Regions from separate parts of the Sus scrofa genome. Here region 1 is linked to region 2. The links are chromatin contacts, called in public HiChIP or PLAC-seq maps. All regions are on one chromosome and are shown on one strand. Each heading gives the region's core, a stretch centred on a gene start, on an enhancer-like site or on the middle of the called end of the contact. The rest is flanking DNA. Distances are from core to core; before and after follow the strand shown.

Region 1 (2,700 bases), core at 91-2,590, 66 kb before region 2:
TGAAAACCATGTCTCTTAAAGTGCATTTTGCAGCCTGAAGTGCTCGGGTTGGGGGCAGAAACTTGGTCAAAGATGTTTGGGAGATGCTGGACACTTGGCCTCCTTCTTGGGAATCTGCAGTGAGTGCATGTGAGCACATTAAAGGCTCTGAGAAGTCCTGCAGTTTGCAGAGCTATTTAAGTGGAGTGAACCTAGAGTTTCCCAAATTATTTGGCCACCAATTCTTTTCCTTGCTGTCACCATTAATGTCTAATGAACCAGCCTATCCCAGCCAGGTTTTGGCAAGAGTTACAGGAAGAAGCATGTGTTTCACTCCAGAATGGGCCCCAAGGCGCCTGGCTGACCTGTCTGCCCAGGGCTGGAGAAGCAGAGTCCCATCTGAACCCTTAGAACTAGAAGAGGGTGAAGCCCAGACCCCAGGGAAGGAGGAGGGCAGCTGCGGAAGACAGGAAACCTCAGTTCCAGTGAGTTGACTTTTCCTACCTGCTGGCCCGAGGGCCAGGGGTGGGGGGTGGAGGGTGGGCGGGGGCTCGGGCAAGGTCCATTGGCTCCTCGACCTCAGTTCTTCAGTTGGCTTTCTGCTAAAGCTGGCTAAGAACCTGCTTGAAGGATCTTCAGTGGATTGGGGAGGGGGGGGGGGCGTGTGTGAAAGCATTTAATTAAAATGCTTGTCTCCAAAAGATCCAAAGCTTCCTGAGAAGACTCCTGAATCCACAGATGGGGCTGGACAGGCTTGCGGAGGTTAGTTACCCCAGCACCCAGCCCTTCACACTGACGGGGAGACTGAGGGCTGCGGCGGGGCGGGGGGGGGGGTAGTGGAGAGTGGGCGTGGAGGAGACTGGAAAGGGCTGGGGGCCCGAGAGAAAGGAGGAGAAAGACTAAGTCCCAGATCTCACCTCCCAGAACCTGGGGAGAAAGAAAAAGTACGATAAGGTAGAACCTGGGAGTTCCCGCTGTGGCTCAGCGGTAACAAACCCCAACTGGGATCCATGAGGACGCAGTCTTGATCCCTGGCCTCGCTCAGTGGGTTAAGGATCTGGCGTTGCCATGAGCTGTGGTGTATGTCTCAGACATGGCTCAGATCAGGTGTGGCTGTGGCTGTGGTGTAGGCCGGCAGCTGTAGCTCCGATTTGACCCCTAGCCTGGAAACCTCCACATGCTGCAAGTATGGCCCTAAAAAAAAAAAAAAAAAAAAAAAAAAAGGTAGAGCCTGGGTGACAGATGAAGTCCTAGTCCCCTGGCTCTGTCGGTCCTACTTCTCCCTAGGTTTCCTCATCTGTACACAGGTGAAATTCTGGCTCTGGCTGTTGAGGGCACTTAGAGCCACTAGGTGGCCCCCGTGTCCTGGTGGCACTAAGACTGAGGGAGCCGGAGGGCTGGGGAGTGAGCCTTGCCTGGTCCAGGAGGAGCAGCCCAGCCTGTAAGCCCTGGATGGACCAGACTCTGGGCCCGGGACTCTGTCCCGCGTCCTGCAGTTGGCAGGGCCTCCAGTGCCCCCTCCCAGCTGCTCCCTTTTCCTAGTTTGGTTCACAGGGTGTGGCCCACGTCCTCTCCGGTCCCCTAGTCTGACCTTGAGACAAATCCCCCAGTGGGACAGGGAGGGACTCCAGGGCCATTTCAGTTTCTGCAAATGGTTTAGAGCTGAGAGAAGCCGGGGTAGAGGGGGAACGTTGAGTGGTTGATGAGGCAGCAGCGAAGCTGACAAGTTAGGACCAGGGGGGTGTCGCCTCTTGCTCAGGTGATCAGTGTGGCGTGGCTGCCCCCGGGGGAGCCTCAGATCCACCCCCAACCCCAAGTTGTGCAGGGAGAAAGGGGGAGGGGAGAGGATTCCTCTTGTTTGTTCCCTGCATCAGCTCGAGGGGCAAAGCTGCTCAGGCCTGGGCAGCCCCATGGGTGGTGCTCTGTGGCCCGAGCCCCCAGGCCTCATGGGCACGCAGCCTGGCTCCCCCCTCACTCCTGTCCTTGTCCCTGCCTGGGAAAAGGACCAGAGGTCCCTGCCGTGTTCTCTGCCAAGTCCTGGAGAGAAAGCTGTGACCACAGGCGTCATGGTGGCCCAGGCCCTATGTGGCGAGGAAGGAGACCTCCGTGGGGGTGACAGAGGCCAAGGGGAAGGCGGGGGAGGCGTCGGCCCCCAGGACCCGGTAGAGCAGCTCCTCCTTCTCCTGTTGGAGCTGCCGCCGTAACTGGATCTCCTTCTCCAGGGCCTCGCGGGCAAGGAGCAGGTCCTCTGAGAGCTGCCTGTGGATGCAGACAGGGCCCAGGGTTGCGTGTGGGGAACCGCCTCTTGGGGCCTCTGGCAACTGCAGAGACCAACCCATTCCTCCAGGAAGCCGTTCTCGGATGGGCCACCACCCCATGGCTTGCCTGTCCCCAAGAGCCAAGTCTGTCTGTGGACCAAGGAGTGTGGGCCTCACGGGCAGACAGTTCTGGGCTCGCACCTGCTCCGCCGCTTCCATGTGTAACTTCAGACAAGGCATTCACCCTGGCCCAAATTTTAAATGGGAGGGTAACAGGACTCGGCTCCGAGTAATTATGAGCATTAGAGCGGATAATGTGTAGTCAACAGATTACGTGTGACACACGATCCCAGCTCGCGTTGACTGAGCTCTCACAGCTGGTTCCTTTGTGTGGCTTCTGGAGCGCTAAGCTTCCTGTTCCTTCTTCCTGGACTGGCTTTTCCCATGGAGCCCACTCAGCCAG
Region 2 (2,720 bases), core at 85-2,584:
ACACCACAGCTCACGGCAACGCCGGATCCTTAACCCACTGAGTGAGGCCAGGGATGGAAACTGCAACCTCATGGTCACTAGTCAGATTCATTTCCACTGCGCCACAATGGGAACTCTGCACTTTCCATTCTTATCTGCTATCATCTGGGACTTCTGTGGGCTCATGTGATTCATAACCCTGACCCTGAGATCCTGGGCCAGATGAAGAGAGTGGAGCCATGGTGAGTTGTTTGAGCACCAGGAAACTCTTCTTGCATGAACCGATCTCGTGACCCTGGGCTTTGATGAACTTAGATAATAGGGGAGAATGTCTAGTCCCAGGCTGGACTTAAGGTAGGCGCTTAATAGACTTGCTGATGCTGTCTAATGACTGTCATTTATTGTGTACATCTCTGTGCTAGATCTTGAGCCTTGTGCTCATGAACTTTTCTAGGGAATACTTTTAGACTTACAGAAAAGTTTGCAAAAATAGTACAGAGTTCCCATACACTCCTGACTCTGTTCCCCCTAATGTCAACATCTTATATTCCCGGGGTACATTTGTCAAGACTGAGAAACCAACCTAGGTACATTACCATTAGCAAAACTGCAGATTCCCTTGGATTTTACCGATTTTCCCCATTAATGTCCTCTTTCTGTTCCAGGAGCCAATCCAGGGCACCACATTGCATATGTTGTTCTGTCTCTCCTCTGGTTGGTGACAGTTTCGCAGTCTTGTGTTTTCATGGCCTTGACAGTCTTGAGGAGTTGTGGCCTGTACCTTCTGTACACAGAGTTCTCACTCTGAAGATATAATTATGCACATTTAATAGATGAGGAAATGGAGCCTCCAGAGGAGAAACTGACCCATGTTCTCAGCTGGTGATAGTGGCTGAGGTATGGTTCTAATCCAGATCTGTGATTTGCCTTTTTGTTTGTTTGTTTGTTTTTGTCTTTTTTTTAGGGCTGCATCACTGGCATATGGAGGTTCCCAGGCTAGGGGTCTAATCAGAGTGACAGCTGCCGGCCTACACCACAGCCACAGCAACGCTGGATCCTTAACCCACTGAGCAAGGCCAGGGATCGAACCTGCATCATCATAGATACTAGTCGGGTTCGTTACCCACTGAGCCATGATGGGAACTCCGCAGATCTGTGATTTGAACCCATATTTCTTTCCTCCTCATCTGTGCCTTTTCCCTTTGCCATATGCTGCCACTTCCCACATGTTAGCCTAGGCTGGGATGCCAAATAGCTGGTGCCAGGCCTGGCTTTAGTGGGCATCGCTAGTCCATCATACTTCCTTTTCCAGATGAGTCTGGACACAGCTGCAGAATTCATTGCCACAGAACCCTCTAGTTGGGCAATGGGAAAGCACCTTGTTGAGTCTCTGCAGGGCCTGGGGGAAGGAGGAACTGGGCTCTGGACATCTCCCCCAGCCTGGAATCAATCCGCACTGTGAATCAGGCTGCCTTAGCATCTGAAAGCAGCTCCAGAAAACAGCTAGTTCTCCCACCCACCCTCCAGCCCACTCTTAATCCCAGACCCTCTCATTTGACAGTGGCCGCCCACCTGGTCTCCCTCCTTCTACATGTGACCCTTTGCAGTCCATTCTCAACAATAAACCAGAGCATGGCACTCTCCCGCAAAGGCAGCCCATTGCACTTATAAGAAATCCAGCCTCCCAGTGATGACCTGTGAGGTCTTGCATTAAATGACCCTGCAACTCCTTTAAGCTTGTCTGGGTCCCTTGGCCCCCATGTCGAGCCCACTGCCTTGGAGGGCCCAGAAGAGCTGAGCGTCTTCCCACTGCAGGGCCTTTGCGCCTGTCCCCTCATCCTGACATTTCTGGACTTTCATGGCTGACTCTCATCTTGCTGGAGTCCAGCTTAAATATCACTTCCTCATCACCCTATTTGAGTCCTTTGTTACTCTCAACATAACCCTCTGTCTGTTTCTTTTATGGCACCCAGGGATCATGATGGGTAATATTTTCTTACATTGAACTGAAAGCCCCTCAAGGTAGGGCAGGCACATTTCTAATTATTGACCTCTGTGAACAGCACTTAGCTCTGGGCCTGTAATCATTGCTCCATTAATATTCGTGGAATGCATGTGGAAGGAAATGTTTGTTGGTACCAACCTTGTCTGAGGAGCCTTGGGGAATGCAGCATGAATCAGACCCTGTCCTGCCTTTCTTAGTCATGGCCAGGTATTTCATTTCAAGGAACAAAAGCCCATTCCAAGAGATCAAGTAAAGGGAAGTTTATTCCAGGTATACAAGGAATCTCACGGACCTAATGGCAGAAAGTGGAGGTTGGGATGTCTAATGGCCATCATTTCGGGAGCCAGCTCATGCTCTGTGCCTGGCACTGCGTTAGGAGCTTTATGTACATGCTCTTACCCTCATAATATGTTTGAGAGGAAAGCATAAATGACTCTATTTAAAAGACGCAGAAATGGCTGGAGTTCCCTGGTGGCTTAGTGGGTTAGGGATCCAGCGTTGTCACAGCCATGGCCTGGGTTGCTGCTGTGGCTTAGGTCTGATCTATGGCCCAGGGGCTTCTGCATGCTGTGGGTAAGGCAAAAAAAAAAAAAAAAAAAAAAAAATCCAACAAGATACGGAAACTTCAGCTCCAAAGGGGAAACTGGTGTATAGAATCACATGATATTGTAGTCGAGCTATGATTTCAAGCCACATGTGCTGACTAAAGCCTTGACTTATTCCTTATCTCATTCCA

The links. HiChIP or PLAC-seq counts read pairs in DNA pulled down with a chosen protein or histone mark.
Region 1: an H3K27ac HiChIP or PLAC-seq map of alveolar macrophages shows a contact between it and region 2, with 4 times the contacts expected there. The contact joins two enhancer-like sites. A contact is called at or near these places in 24 of 47 Hi-C or Micro-C datasets (adipose tissue, alveolar macrophages, blood and 10 more) and 2 of 2 datasets of contacts at active chromatin or transcription factors (alveolar macrophages and skeletal muscle).

What each region holds. Positions count from the first base shown.
Region 1 is chr16:71,816,966-71,819,665 of Sscrofa11.1, reverse strand. CCDC69 (coiled-coil domain-containing protein 69) reads right to left here. Exons shown (of 11, transcript XM_021077105.1): 11 at 1-2,238. The coding sequence ends at 2,061. Among named protein-coding and RNA genes, the nearest start is that of ANXA6, 39 kb to the left of the region's middle. Within about 2 kb of position 1,340, at least 13 of the 83 cell types and tissues checked have an H3K27ac peak or open chromatin away from gene starts, as enhancers often do. A contact at or near this core is called in alveolar macrophages, where this site is marked.
Region 2 is chr16:71,750,560-71,753,279 of Sscrofa11.1, reverse strand. The region is part of intron 1 of GM2A (ganglioside GM2 activator); the gene reads left to right. Among named protein-coding and RNA genes, the nearest start is that of GM2A, 16 kb to the left of the region's middle. Within about 2 kb of position 1,334, at least 2 of the 83 cell types and tissues checked have an H3K27ac peak or open chromatin away from gene starts, as enhancers often do. A contact at or near this core is called in alveolar macrophages, where this site is marked.